Regions from separate parts of the Mus musculus genome. Here regions 2, 3, 4 and 5 are each linked to region 1. Evidence: chromatin contacts called from public HiChIP or PLAC-seq and promoter capture Hi-C data. All regions are on one chromosome and are shown on one strand. The core of a region is the stretch at or near the end of the contact, and the rest is flanking DNA. Distances in the headings are between cores, read along the strand shown. Region 1 holds the start of Irx5 (Iroquois homeobox 5). Region 2 overlaps Fto (fat mass and obesity associated). Region 3 overlaps Fto (fat mass and obesity associated). Region 4 overlaps Fto (fat mass and obesity associated). Region 5 holds the start of Slc6a2 (solute carrier family 6 (neurotransmitter transporter, noradrenalin), member 2).

The links. Promoter capture Hi-C pulls out the DNA fragments that hold promoters and counts their contacts. HiChIP or PLAC-seq counts read pairs in DNA pulled down with a chosen protein or histone mark.
Region 2: an H3K27ac HiChIP or PLAC-seq map of extraembryonic endoderm stem cells shows a contact between it and region 1, with 8 times the contacts expected there. The contact joins the enhancer-like site here to the promoter of Irx5 in region 1. A contact is called at or near these places in 1 of 39 promoter capture datasets (the SN4741 cell line), 11 of 115 datasets of contacts at active chromatin or transcription factors (the 230-238 cell line, craniofacial prominence, embryonic hindbrain and 6 more) and 1 of 9 other capture datasets (embryonic stem cells).
Region 3: a contact with region 1 is called in an H3K27ac HiChIP or PLAC-seq map of oligodendrocyte precursor cells, with 10 times the contacts expected there. The contact joins the enhancer-like site here to the promoter of Irx5 in region 1. A contact is called at or near these places in 8 of 39 promoter capture datasets (3T3-L1-derived adipocytes, HPC-7-derived erythroid cells, the SN4741 cell line and 5 more), 2 of 484 Hi-C or Micro-C datasets (cardiomyocytes and nephron progenitors), 20 of 115 datasets of contacts at active chromatin or transcription factors (the 230-238 cell line, the NIH/3T3 cell line, astrocytes and 15 more) and 1 of 9 other capture datasets (embryonic stem cells).
Region 4: a promoter capture Hi-C map of embryonic stem cells shows a contact between it and region 1, with 4 times the contacts expected there. The contact joins the enhancer-like site here to the promoter of Irx5 in region 1. A contact is called at or near these places in 17 of 39 promoter capture datasets (the 3T3-L1 cell line, 3T3-L1-derived adipocytes, the HPC-7 cell line and 11 more), 14 of 115 datasets of contacts at active chromatin or transcription factors (the NIH/3T3 cell line, astrocytes, craniofacial prominence and 8 more) and 1 of 9 other capture datasets (embryonic stem cells).
Region 5: a contact with region 1 is called in a promoter capture Hi-C map of embryonic stem cells, with 2.6 times the contacts expected there. The contact joins the promoter of Slc6a2 here to the promoter of Irx5 in region 1. A contact is called at or near these places in 2 of 39 promoter capture datasets (the C10 cell line and embryonic stem cells), 2 of 484 Hi-C or Micro-C datasets (both in embryonic stem cells) and 1 of 115 datasets of contacts at active chromatin or transcription factors (embryonic stem cells).

Annotation. Positions count from the first base shown.
Region 1 is chr8:92,356,493-92,359,130 of GRCm38.p6, forward strand. Irx5 (Iroquois homeobox 5) reads left to right here and starts at 1,304. Exons shown (of 3, transcript NM_018826.2): 1 at 1,304-1,937. The coding sequence starts at 1,692.
Region 2 is chr8:91,423,288-91,425,925 of GRCm38.p6, forward strand. The region is part of intron 3 of Fto (fat mass and obesity associated); the gene reads left to right. Among named protein-coding and RNA genes, the nearest start is that of 4831440D22Rik, 43 kb to the right of the region's middle. Within about 2 kb of position 1,339, at least 29 of the 459 cell types and tissues checked have an H3K27ac peak or open chromatin away from gene starts, as enhancers often do. A contact at or near this core is called in extraembryonic endoderm stem cells, where this site is marked.
Region 3 is chr8:91,565,086-91,567,723 of GRCm38.p6, forward strand. The region is part of intron 8 of Fto (fat mass and obesity associated); the gene reads left to right. Among named protein-coding and RNA genes, the nearest start is that of 4831440D22Rik, 99 kb to the left of the region's middle. Within about 2 kb of position 1,291, at least 49 of the 459 cell types and tissues checked have an H3K27ac peak or open chromatin away from gene starts, as enhancers often do. A contact at or near this core is called in forebrain, neural progenitor cells, oligodendrocyte precursor cells and 1 more, where this site is marked.
Region 4 is chr8:91,598,287-91,600,924 of GRCm38.p6, forward strand. The region is part of intron 8 of Fto (fat mass and obesity associated); the gene reads left to right. Among named protein-coding and RNA genes, the nearest start is that of Gm36325, 120 kb to the right of the region's middle. Within about 2 kb of position 1,300, at least 8 of the 459 cell types and tissues checked have an H3K27ac peak or open chromatin away from gene starts, as enhancers often do. A contact at or near this core is called in embryonic stem cells and trophoblast stem cells, where this site is marked.
Region 5 is chr8:92,959,727-92,962,364 of GRCm38.p6, forward strand. It overlaps Slc6a2 (solute carrier family 6 (neurotransmitter transporter, noradrenalin), member 2), which reads left to right and starts at 1,321. Exons shown (of 14, transcript NM_009209.3): 1 at 1,321-1,795. The coding sequence starts at 1,522.

The DNA of each region.
Region 1 (2,638 bases), core at 54-2,553:
CAGCCTGCGCGTGGCTGGGTTGTGAAAGGCCACAAAATGCTTGATGTGTGGTGTGTGCACTCTGCCGCCGGCGGTCCTGGTTTACCAGCGCCCCTGTCTGTCCCAAAGCTTCAGTGCGTTTGTAATTTGCGGCGGCGGGAGGTGGAGACCAGGGACTAGGGTCTGTTTTGCCTTCTCACTGTGTGGCCGTGGGGGGTTTGGGGAGGGGGTGTTCCGAGAACTCTGCCTGGGACTCTGTGGTGTGTGTTTGCCGGGCCAGCGCCTCGCTGAACAAACAGCGGTTGGGTTGGACACTGTTCACTGCCCAGTGTTTGCAGTGGAACTGGGGCGGGGGCGAGCGAGGGTGGAAGGCGACTTAGTGGAACAAAAGGGGCGAGACCCCACACCCTCCGGCTCCACAGACCTGACGGGGCAAGCTGCTCGTGGCTAGACATGAGAAGCAGGCATCGCTACTTGGGATGGCAAGGGGCCGGGGGCGTCTGGGGGACCGACTCGGGTAGAACAGCTTCTCCGTCGGGCACTTCTTGCCCACTGCCTTCCTCGTTCCAGAGAAAAGTCACACCCCCAGCCAGAGACCCCAGAGTCTCCTCTCTAGCCTCTTCTCGTCGTCTGCCAGGGATGGGTGGAAGGAAGGGCTAGCGGGGCCCCTTCTACTTAGGCCTGGCTCTTGCCCACCTGCTGCAGTTGCTGGCGCAGAAAGGCGGTCATCTCGGCCTCGCTGTGCCCTGAGCGCCGGCATCCATCGACTCTCCCTGGGATCTGAATTCCAGGTCTCCAGCTCAACCTAGAGACCTCCGGCAGGAGGGAGAAGCCACTGTGGAGCGTGGAGGGAGAAAAACCACCTCCCAGCCCAGCTCTCGGGAGAACAAGACGTCCGCCAACTTCGCTATTCGCACTGGCGAGGAGGGCGCAGAGCGTTCTCCCGAGCGCAGCCCGCTGCATCTTTCCCTTTGTGTTCCCGAACGGCCCGAGCCAAGACTAAGGCCAGTTGTACGTCGAGATTGCCGCTCCGCCCAGAGTTAGCAAAAGGAGAGCAAAGTTGGAAGCGATCGGCGCGCTTGGGATGTGATTGTCATCCTGGGGCCGGCGCTCGAGAGTCTGAGAAAGAGAGAAGGAGAGGAAGAGTCGGGAGGGAGGAGGGGGAGGCCGGGCAGAGGAGGAGAGGGGGGTGGCGGAGGAGAGGCGGGCGCTAGGGAGGGGCGAGGGGAGCGCCAGTGAGCGGGAGAGGAGCCGGGGAGGAACAGGGAGAGGGCGAGACGCGCCTGGCGGCCGGGTTGGCTGCCGCCGGCCAGAGGCTCCTGCCAGTCCCCCCACCGACTACACCCCGGGAAGGAGGAGCTTCGCGCGCACACAAGGCGTCAGAATCCTCAATTTCCAACTTAGCATCTTGGCAGGACCTTTGCAAAGCCAAAAGCAGAGCCCCCCGGTGCAAAGAGCGAGGGAGGGGGGTGGGGGGAGAGAAAGCCTAGCCCGGGCAAGCGGGGCGCGCAGAGGAGCGGGCGCGGCGGTCGCAGCCAGAGGCGCGCGGGAAGCCAACCAGGAGGCGCCGCGGGCCGGAGCCCGGGAGCCGGGGCTCGAAGAGCTGCGGCCCGGGGCAGCCAGAAGCCAGGTGCCCTCTCGCTCGCCCTCGCAGGGCGCCGCCCGGCTCGTTGGCCGCCGCGGCGCGGCGCGCCCCATGCCCGTGTGTGGCCATGTCCTACCCGCAGGGCTACTTGTACCAGCCGTCCGCCTCGCTGGCGCTCTACTCGTGCCCCGCATACAGCACCAGCGTCATTTCGGGGCCCCGCACGGATGAGCTCGGCCGCTCTTCTTCGGGCTCCGCGTTCTCGCCCTACGCTGGCTCCACTGCCTTCACGGCTCCCTCGCCCGGCTACAACTCGCACCTCCAGTACGGCGCCGACCCCGCGGCTGCGGCCGCCGCTGCCTTCTCTTACGTGGTGAGTGTGAGCTGGGTCCGAGGCGGGCGGGCGGGCGGGCGAGCGAGCGGGCAGCCGGGGCCAGGCCTGCAGAGCCCGGTTGCGGTGGACACGGGCCTAGGCGCCACCTCACCCGCCAAGCTTCGCGGCCCTTGCAAACTTGAGCAATTGTCTAATTCAGCTTCACTCGAGCCGCGGGCTCCGGAGTGGCTCTGGCGAAAGCCGCGTCTTGCTGGGATCGCCGAGCTGAAGGGAAGGCTTTGGGGCGCGGGGAGGGGGGGGGATTGATTGGTCTTTACTATAAAGAACGGCATTTGGCTCAAAGCTCTGGGACAACCCGCAAATTTCTTCTTCTTCTTCCTCCTCTTTCTTTTGGTTTTGCCATGTTGGAAAAAGTAGTTCAAAAGAAGCCGACCGGAATTCCAAACAGTAGTAGTGTGCTAAATCTATGTAAATGTGTTTGGCCTCGCCTTTAATTAATCCCCAAAATGTTGCAAATCCGTAATCCTATCTTCGCAATCCGATTTGGAAGTATTAAATTTCTGAAACGGCCAGCGAGATGCGGTGTATCCGGGTTTTTACGGCGGGGTGTGATTTCTGGAAAAGCGCAACGGCTTCGGTTAGGGATAGCATTTTTAGACCGTCGGTGTGCAAGCTAAGGCTCAGCTTGTCTATCGCATTTCTTTGAAGATTAAAGAAAGAGCCTTTCCTTCCCTTGTTGT
Region 2 (2,638 bases), core at 89-2,588, 930 kb before region 1:
CCGTGCTCTCACCAGGAAGGTTGCCGGCTGTCTGGAGCTGAAGATGGCGCCGCCCAGAAGCTCTGTGGCTCTTGCCGGGAAGGTGGCTGGTTGTCTGGAGCTGAAGATGGCGCCGCCCCAGAATCTCCGCGACTCTCGCCCGTCCCAGAAACGGCTGGCACTCTGTATTCCACACGGTCACCCGTGCAGCCTGCCCTCCGCGGAGTCCCGGAGCCAAGAAGGCTCCCGCCGGCGCCTGTGCCACAAACCTCTCAGGCCAGGCAGACCCCCGTGCTCTCACCAGGAAGGTGGCCGGCTATCTGGAGCTGAAGATGGCGCCGCCCAGAAGCTCTGCGACTCTCGCCCGTCCCAGAAACGGCTGGCACTCTGTATTCCACACGGTCACCCGTGCAGCCTGCCCTCCGCGGAGTCTCGGAGCCAAGAAGGCTCCCGCCGGCGCCTGTGCCACGTCCCTGTATTTTCAATTGTGAATTCCATACCGGCAGAGAGCTTAATGGTGGCAGGATTTCCATATTGTCACTTCTGTGGTCCACCAGCAACTTTATATTTGTAAATACTTGTCTTTCCACACCTGTTCAGATACGTGAAGGTCAGACAGTCCTCTGTGCCTAAGGCAATCTAAGAGATGGAGCAGGTGTTGTCTCACTGCTGATTGGTTGTAATAAAGAGCTGAAGGCCAATAGCTGGGCCAGGAAGTATGAAGGCGGGACTTCCAGAGAGAAAGAGTGAAGCTGGGAGATGAGAGCCGAGAGAATCCAGAGACTTGGAAGGGAGTAGACTGGGATTAGAGCGGTGCAGGAAGGTGAAGAGCTAGCCTTGTGGCAGGTCACAGTGCTAGAACGGTCCAGTTAAGTCAGGCAGTAGATGGGGAACTGCTCCAGCAAAAGGCCCAAGCTTTAAACTGTAGAATTCTCTGTGCATTATTTATTCCACAGGTAGGTCTTTGAAAGTCCTGCTTTCTGTTATTAGTTGTCATTTCCTAAAGTTTACACAAGTGAAATGATGTATATAGTCTTTTAAAATGTTTTTGGCCTGAAAGTCACTTGGCATAATTATTTTAAGGCTTATCCATATTTTTTGAGTATCAGTAGTTCAGTCCTGTTGTACTTTCTTCTCTGTTATGGTATAATTATTATGCATGCAGGTTGCTACATAATTATTTAAACCATACACCACTCAGTCACTGCATTGAAGTTGCCGCTGTTCATCTACAGAATTCTTTCATTACTCCATCCTAACTCAAGAGTCTCTCTTCCTTCAGCCCCCAGTAACCACTGTTCTACTGTCTGTCTGTATCAATTTTGGTAGAGTGCCTCAGTTGTAAAAACAAAATTCCTATGAGGTTACAGCTGGCCTTGTTCAGCTGTTATCAGTCAGCCACAAAGGAATGTTTGCTGAGATTGTCTTGCCTTAGCAAACAATTCCGGGAAGGAGAGACCACAGACCTGCACATTGTCCCCCCATGGCTGCATTCGTTTCTCATTCTTAAGCCCCTCATTCGCCTCTACAAAATGTTCCAGCTTGATTTTCTCCCCCTTGCAGGCTCCTCCGTTCCATTCTCTTTGGAGACAAGTTTCCCCTGGCTGTGTGTGCTAATACCCAGCCTCATGTGTTAAGGGCAGACTCTGGTCTCTTTCCTGCCTTTTGTCTATGACACACTGCATTCTCACATCTAACTGCTCTAGGTAGCTTGTTTAAGTAAAATCATAGATTTGTCCTTTTCGTTTATTTTATTGAACATACTTCCTATGTGTGTCAGAGTTTTTCAGAATTCCATTCCTTTTTATGTCTGCATACTATTCACTTGTATGTGTGTGTGTTGCATATACTATATAGGTACACTATATATGTACATATAATGTATAGGACTATCCTGGTTCATTTTTGGCTCTTGTTTTGTTTTGTTTTGAGACAGTTCCTTATCATAGACCCTTAGCTGGCCTGCAGCGTACTGTCCAGGTCAGGCTAGCCTCGTATAGACACCTTCCTGCTTCTGCAGAGTGCTAAGATAAAGGGTGTGCCACCATGCTCAGGACCCTGGTTAGTTTTTATTGTCACCTTGACACAACCTAGAGTTGCCTGGGAAGGGGAGCCCTCCATTGAGAGTCTGCTTAGATCATGCTGGCCTGTGGGCGTGGGCGTGGGCGTGGGTGTGGGGACTTTGGTTGATGGATAATGAATGTGGGGGAGTCCCTATCCTATCCACCGTCCTATCCACAGATGGTCCTGTGCTGTATAAGAAAGCTTAACTAAGCTTAAATCCGTGAGCCAGGCAGCAAGCAGCATTTCTCCACACTTTCTGCTTTAGTTCCTACTTGAATTCCTGCTCTGACTTCCTCCATGGTGAACTTTGACCTGGAAGTGTAAGCTGAAATAAATCCTTCCCCTCTAAGCTGCTTCTGGTCACGGTGTGTCACACAACAGAAACCATACTAGGTCACATTCAGCGTATTCAGTCCCTTACTGATAACTATTCAGGTCATTTCCATCTTTGTTTTATGAATATTACTCTGACGGTTTTAAGTTTGTGCTTTTACTCTTCGGTGTCTATTGTGTACACAGAGGTGGAATTGGATCAAATGATAATTCTCTGTTGCTTGTTTGCTTCCTTTTGGAGAACTCCATTCTGTTTTCTACA
Region 3 (2,638 bases), core at 41-2,540, 790 kb before region 1:
AGCGGCAAGACTCCGCTTGTCCCTCACAACCATGTTCTCAGTCGTTGTGAAACTTTATGGACATTCTTTACACAGAGTGAACAGCAGAGGACAAGAGACCAAGCCAAAACCCTGGATGAAAGACTCGGCTAGACAACGGAAGGTTCTTGAATTGTGTTTCCTGTCCTCTTCACAGATACAGCTCATTTCTCTTGTGGATCCAGAGTTGGGAACTGGTAGTGTGTTTCACCACAGGGGTAGGATGACCAAATGTGAAGAAGAAAACTAAGTAAATCCCACCCTAACCTTTGAGTGCACGGGGCCCACTTGGGTCTAAAGTACCACATTCACCAAAGAAAGGTGATGGGTGGCCACGTGCCCGTCTTTGCAGCCCTACTATCCACCATTAAGTTAAGATACTGTCTGAGATGCACAAGCCAGCCACGCAAGGTTGACACTTCCTTTTCCAGCTCCCAACCTCATGACTGTCAGACTTGTCATCTTTTCCCTCCTAGAGAAAGGGCATCTGATGGATAAAATGAGGCTACCTATATATTTTTTATCTTATTTTTATTTTGTTTTTGCTGTGCGTGTGATAGAGCTTGGGGCCTCACACATGCAGGCAAGCTCTCTGCCTCTGAGCTCCGTCCACAGTCTGTGTTTATAGTTGGGAAGGGGTGTGTGTGTGTGTGTGTGTGTGTGTAAGACCTTAAATAGGATGCTAAATTTAGAATCTGTCCATGTAGGAAACTTCTTGGTTCAGGTTCAGCAGGGATGGTCCCTTTAGTTTTGAAAAGTCTTAAACATTTCAGACCCACAAAACAGGCAAACAAACAAAGCCAGATTTAGAGCCTTTATTTTGTTTTATTTTACTTTATTTTATGTTTGCAGTCCTGACTAAACTTGAGTAAAACTGGCCCGTCTGGTTTAGAAGAGAAAGCTGAGTGGGAGCGTCTGCAGCTTGCACTCCTGTTCCAAGTCCTGTGCGTTGGCTGACAGACAGTTCTGATCCCGAGATAAGCTCACGGGGCGCTGATACTCCAGCACTCTTAGTCCACTTAAAACAAAACCACTGTCACCAAATACCGGAAATTCGCTTTAGTTAAAAATGTGGTTGAAATAGAAAAGGCAAGGCTCGGGCCAGGCATCCATCCTCTACCACCCCCACCCCCCAGCAGGGTCAGGTTGAAGAGTTGTCTAGAGCTCACTGTTGAGCTCATATCACTGTTGGTGATATGTTGTCCCCTGCTCCTTTGTGAGAGCTAACCTTGCGCTCAGTGGGCACCAGGGCTGAGGATCATCCCAAATGCCCTGGATATCTGAGGAGCCTTTGTGTGGCGCAGGAAGGGCCCTGTCATGAATATGCAATCAGCAACACTGTGTTGTGTCCTAGAAATACAAAAAGGAGACTCTGATCTCGAAGTTGGGAGCTGCTTTCTGATCCCAGCCTCACAGGATCTGCTTAGAACTCTAATCAGGCTGATTGTATTGCCTTGGAATTCTAATTTCCAATTTAGGGTTTGCTATGTAATCTCTGGTAGAGTGTGTCTAATCGTCCTGAACCACACAGCCTTCTGTAAATGCTGTAGGTTTTCTTCCCTGTGTCTAGGCTGCGGCAAACTCTGCAGTGAGGTCTAGCTGGGGAGACCATAGATTACTGAGTAAGCTGAAGACTGCATTGGTGTGTCACTCTGTCTTTTCTGAAAGACCAACTCAAATTCTGTCTCCTGTAGCTTTGATCCTTTTCATGTAATTCTAAGTACACTTGTCATTATAGTAACTGTTGTTTGTATGTTATTTTAGCTTTTTACTTAAGTAGCTATTTAGCAATTTAAATGAAAACGTAATTAGGTTACATCTGTTTTACATGCATGTAATACCACACAGATGTACACTTCTATTAAAGCCATATTTTCTTTCTGGCAAGAAAAGGCAAAACCAGAATTGTGCCAATCATTAGAATGTGTCTTGGTCTTAAAATAAAGGGAGCACACGCCATTCACAGAAGGGCTGCTTATTTCCATAAGGTTGAGAGTCATTAGCTTCTGTGATTTGAAGAGTGAAAATATCAAGTAATAAGCAAACTTCACTCCAGTTTAATCAGATACAGGGTTATAAACAGTGTTAGCACCCTCCCAGGCCACGGGCAGAGAGCGTGGGAATAAATGCCCATCTCCATGTAACAAACTGGCTCTCTAGGTCCGCACGCAGTGTAAAAGTCTCAAGGAACAGCCAAGGTTCTAGCTCAGCTTTAAACCAACTGCAGTGAGCCGCTGTGCTGTGCCTGTCTCTGTTATTCCAACAAAATAAAAGCAAAACACACCCAGGGGACTAACGAGCGTCCAGGTACTTTGAAGAGTATGAAGCGTGATTGCCAGAGAGTTCCATTAATACACAAGCTGAAATCAGCATGAACAATGAGCCCCTCAGATACTCCGCATTCTTGTATGTACAGTGGGGATTGGACTGAGAAAATTAATTTTCCTGTTTAGGGAACTATCACCTCCTTTACAGCCTGTTAATAGGATTTATAAAACATCATGTCAGACAGTCATTTATCTTGTTTGCTAACTCGACACATTTGGACTGTCTGGAACTGGGTTAACACTTTAAGAGTTGCCCACTTGCGCTGTATATGCCTCTTAAAATTGTGGCCGTT
Region 4 (2,638 bases), core at 50-2,549, 760 kb before region 1:
GTTATAATTGGCAACATAGTGTACAGAGACAGAAGATAAATCTAGTTTATTGTTTTTTCGAGACAGGGTTTCTCTGTGTAGCCCTGGCTGTCCTGGAACTCACTCTGTAGACCAGGCTGGCCTCCAACTCAGAAATCCGCCTGCCTCTGCCTCCCGAGTGCTGGGATTAAAGGTGTGCGCCACCACTGCAGTTTATTGTTACATATTACTGACTACAGCTTTTTCATGAGCCACTAAAACCCCATTTTACTGAGTCTGGCCTTCTCCTTGTCGTTTATAGCATCATATGTTACATTTGTTCAGTCTGACTGAGTAACCAAGGCTTCAGCTGTACACTAATTTTTGCCGTATATTAGTGTTTAAAGTTCTAATGTAAAATCCTAAAGCAGTAAGTTTTGAACTGGGAATGTAGCTCAGTGAGAAAAACACTTACCCAGAAGGTGCAAGGCCCTGGGTTCAATCCCCAGCACGGATGCTGATGGTTGGTGGTGGTAGTGATGATGGTGATGACAGTGAGGGTGGTGATATTTTACTTACATACTGACAATGGTGATTTTATGGGTCTGTTACCAGTCTTCAATCTTGTGCCTGCTCTGTTACCAGTATAAGATACTTCATTTTAGAAAGCTTGAACGTTCTAAAAGAGTTCAAGAAAATATTTTTAAATTTATATTACTTTTATTTACTGACTTATGTGGGGGTTGGAGACACAGGTGTACCACGTAGAGTCGGAGGACAACTTGCAAGACTAGGTTCTCTCCCTCTATCACGTGAGGCCAGGGAATCAAACTCACGGTGTTAGACGCGGCAGCAAGTGTTTTCCTCCCCGACCCATCTTCTAGCCCAAGAGAGCAAGCTCAGTTTCCGCCAAAGCGCAGCTCAGTTACCAACGTCAACACCCTATGGCCTATTTAAATCAGATAGCCAAATAAACTAATGAGCAAGGTGCTGCCTGTGAAGAGTCCATCTGGCATGCAGTTGTGGAATCTGGACCACCAGGGAACAGTCCAGAAGAGTCCAGGAAGAGCCGCCTCCCTCCCAAGATGTCACGTTCTGTGTGAAATTCATGTGGAGGAAACCTGTTGAGACTGTTAGTGGGTCTCGTACGCTAGAAGTGACTTCTCAACTTCACACACACACACACGCACATGCACACACACATTCGCTTCCCTGGCCTGACGACGTGAGCCCAAGCCACACTCGTTGTGGCCTGGATGATTTAGGCCAGGGTGAGTGGAGACCGACCTAATTAGACTCCCGGTGTAATTACACAGGCAGTGTCCGGCAGCAGTGCCCGTCTGTTAATTAACTTCTGTGCTGAATAGGCAGTCGCACCTAAACAAAGAGCAATTCACGGAGGAAGTGTCCAGTCTTTGTTCTGCCTTTAGCATTTCTTTGGCCAAAGTCGTCTTTCCTGTTCCCTGTTTTATGTAGTGGAGACTTGAGAGGTAAGGCCAGCTGTTTACAGGAAAAGTTCACACTTTCTCTGCCTGCCCCACCCCCACCCCCATCATTTTGGTATGTTCTTTTGTCCTGTTAGATTTGTGCTTATTTATGCATGACTGTCACACTTGTGGCTCTCTTGGTCATTCTTCTCTGCCACGCCCTTCTGTTCTCCATCTGGGAAGAGAGGGAACCTGATTGAAACTTGGGTTCACCTGTCATCCCATCGACTTCTGTGTGCCCCAGGCTGCCTCCAGTGACCTGTTTCTGGCTGCCAGTGGCAGAATGGGAAAGGCAAGAGTGTTCAAAGCCATCAGTGAAGTGCAGTGTGGAGAGCGTGTGTTACTCTCCCAGCGCTCCCCTGCTTCCCAAGATGGAAAAGCCCTGTTTTTAGGTTCCACTTCCCTCACACTCTTTCCGTGTCGGCTTCCTCCCATTTTATTTCCCTGCTAATGTGGCAGAGTAGGACCACCTGGCTCAAGGTGGGAAAATGAGTGGTATCATTCTAGAATTCTCTCTGTCAGCACATGAGATTCTTAGAGAATCTTGCATTCTATAAGGACTTACCAGATAAGGACTTGCCAGAAGCACTAAGACCTGATCAATCGCATGCCGTTTTCATCATCAAGACTTCTCATCAGCTTCGAGAATAAAAGAATAAATGATTCCATTTTACTGCCCAGCACTAACAATTGGCTGTCTAGTGGAGCTCAGTCTCCATTGTTTACTTATTTTTCCCCCCTTACATCATCCTTTATCATAAGGATTCTCTAGCTTCCTAATGCTGGAGCCCTTTTATATAGTTCCAACCATAAAATTATTCTGTTGCTACTTCATAACTGTAATTTTGCTACTGTTATGAATCCTAATGTAACTATCTGACATGCAGGATATCTGATATGCGACCCCTGTGATAAGAGGAGTTTGACTCCCCCCACCCCTGCCCCCAAGGGTCAGGACCCACAGGTTGAGGACCACGGCTTTGCTGTTAGCACTACAGCAATTGATATTGACCAAGCACCTAGCTCTGTACAGTTGCTTTCTAACATCAAGAATACAGACAAACTAAGACATAAGCCTTGTCCCTGAAGAGTTTGCCATCAGCCTAGGAAAATAAAACAAACAAAAAAAGGCACATGAAAGTAAGATGCTACCAGAGGCATAGGAACAGCCCCAGAGGCCTTCGGAGTGAGAC
Region 5 (2,638 bases), core at 71-2,570, 600 kb after region 1:
GTACTGTTAAAAATCTGCAGCCCTGCTTTTCCCATCCATTTCCTTACTTTGCTTTACCTGCCTTCGGCCCATACCGCACCAATCTTCTCGCCCAGAATAAGTATTTATTTATGTGTTTCCTGTCTTGCTCCTGTTTCCGGAACCAAACAACGGGCTCTTTGAAGATGTTGTCCACTTGTGGGAAGCTGTAAAGGCGTGATTTGGCGTTAGGGAGGTATTTTTGAGAATGATTATTTATCAGTTCTCAGCCTTATAGATCAGGGTCACAGACTCCAAGAACAGGGTCACAGTCTGGCCGCAAATAGAGCCAGGAATAAAATCTCGGGCTATGACCTTTCCATCAGCAGAGTCCGCCAAACAACACTGCCCCAAAGGCCCAGCCTGCAGGCCACCAGTCACAATCCTTATCTGAAGCACCAAGTTTCCCTGTTGCTGGTGGAGAAAACTCTCACCAAGTAGGTTAAGTGGTCTGGGTGTATGACAACGCTGGTGTCACTGGGGTGGTGGGTACTTCCCCTATCCTTACAACCCCCCTTTGACAGACTTAACCCGAATTCTGGGAATCTGTCCCTCTCTTCATCTGTCCAGAGGTCAGAGCCAGGTGTTTGGGGGAGCTGCCTGCGCTACTTTTGCCAAAAAAGAAAAAAAAAAAAAGTCAGAGATGGTGCTAAGCCAGGTCCCCGCGAGTCCCTGGGAGTCCGGCTCCCGCCACCCCGGAGCCCATGGGAGCTGCGCCCCCGCCTCTGCCAGTCCCGGCCACGCTGTCAGTCTGCATTAGCGCTAACAGGCTCCAGACCGAGCGGGCTGGGCGCGGGGCTAATGCAATAGGCGCGTTACCTGGGGCACAGGCTACATTACCAGGTCGGCCTCCTCCTGGCGCGGCCAGAGCCATCCAGCCCGCGTCCTGCCGGCCACCCCGTGCCCGCAGCGCTCCCAGGGCCCCGCCTGAGTGCCACGCGGCGGAGCCCAGCCGGGGCTGGAGCCCGGGATCCCCGTGCTGTCCGCCACGTGAGTGCGCTCTGCGCGCGGGACCGGTAAGTGTGCGGACCGGCTCCGAGGCACATCGTGAGTGGCTGCACCCTCTAGAGTGTCCCTGAAGGTTCCTAGTGCTGTCGGAGGGCGCCCCCCGGAGCTGGGAGGGCCCTTGAGTCAACTCTGGTCCCTCAGGGCCCGCAGGAAACTTGGCATTTAGGGGAGGGGAGAAAGTGAATGATCCAGGTAGACCTCGGTGGGCTCTTTAGCCCGACCCACAGGGCGGCCCGAGGAGGTCCCCACCTATAAATTCTGTCCCAGTCGGACGCGCGTCACAACTCAGTCTCCAAAAATTCCCAACTCAGGCGCTCCTTTTCTTGGAAGCTGGGAGTCCGCTCAGCCCTAAGATCCTGACGTCTGGGCTCCCCTGGGTGGTCTCAGTTTGTGCAAACGGGCGGCAAGCCTTGTTGACTGCTTTTTCTCCTTTCATACAAGCAGAACTTTGGTGTGTCCCCAGAACCTCCGAAGTCCCTCTCTCCAGCCGCACCCATGCTTCTGGCGCGAATGAATCCGCAGGTGCAGCCGGAGCTCGGCGGGGCGGACCCGCTGCCTGAGCAGCCCCTGAGGCCCTGCAAAACCGCCGATCTACTAGTGGTGAAGGAACGCAACGGAGTCCAGTGCCTCTTGGCGTCCCAGGACAGCGACGCTCAGCCCCGGGAGACTTGGGGCAAGAAGATTGATTTCCTGCTGTCCGTGGTGGGCTTCGCTGTGGACCTGGCCAACGTGTGGCGGTTCCCTTATCTCTGCTACAAGAATGGTGGTGGTGAGCACAGGGTTGGCTGAGGCTTTTGGACTTGGGATGCTGCCTGTTCTTGTGGCGTTGGCTGGGGAGGGAGCAGGGATGCACATGGAGGAGAAGAGGAGACGCAGGAACGAATTTAGTGTGCAGGAAAGAACTCTTAAGAGTACCTAGAAATAGGATTGGAGTGTTCTCCGTTAGGGAAATAGAGGCAGGACCTTGAACAGTAGTAGGCACAGGGGCTCAAGGACAGAATAGAGGGCATCCGGTTGGGTGAGGAATTCAGAGTCAATGCTGCGGTACAGAAAAGGGGAGTAGAGATCAGTAAGTTCTTTAAAGGGTTCCAGAAGAGTTTGGGATAGTCCGGCCGGACACAGGATGATGGTAACTCTAGCACTCAGCCTTGGAACTCAGACACTAGGCTAGATAAAACGAGAGCCCTTGGATCACCAGTGGGCTACAGGAGTAAGTGTACACAGCCTTTGCGAGATCAGGACACTAGATGTCGAGCTGAGCTGGGCCTTGAGGCAGGAGTCCTGGGAGACTGGAGTGTCCTGTTCCGCTTTGCAAGCTCTGGTCAAGTTGTGAAGCCCAGCGCATGCGAACCTAGAAAAGACACCCAGCAGACAGCTCTTTTGTCCTCTTCCTGATGAGCTGTCATTTTACCCATCTGCCCTGGAATGGGATCCCAGAGGTCACATCCAGCACAATGGAAGAAACCTCAAACTCCTTTCTGAAGGGCTTGGAGCCTAGCATGGCCAAAGCACCCCAGCCCCACCATCTTTACTCAGATACAAGTTCAAGAGTGCCCTGCACAGAGCCTAGGGGTGTAAGCTTCTAGAGGAAGGTATTGGCCTGCCCTGGGTC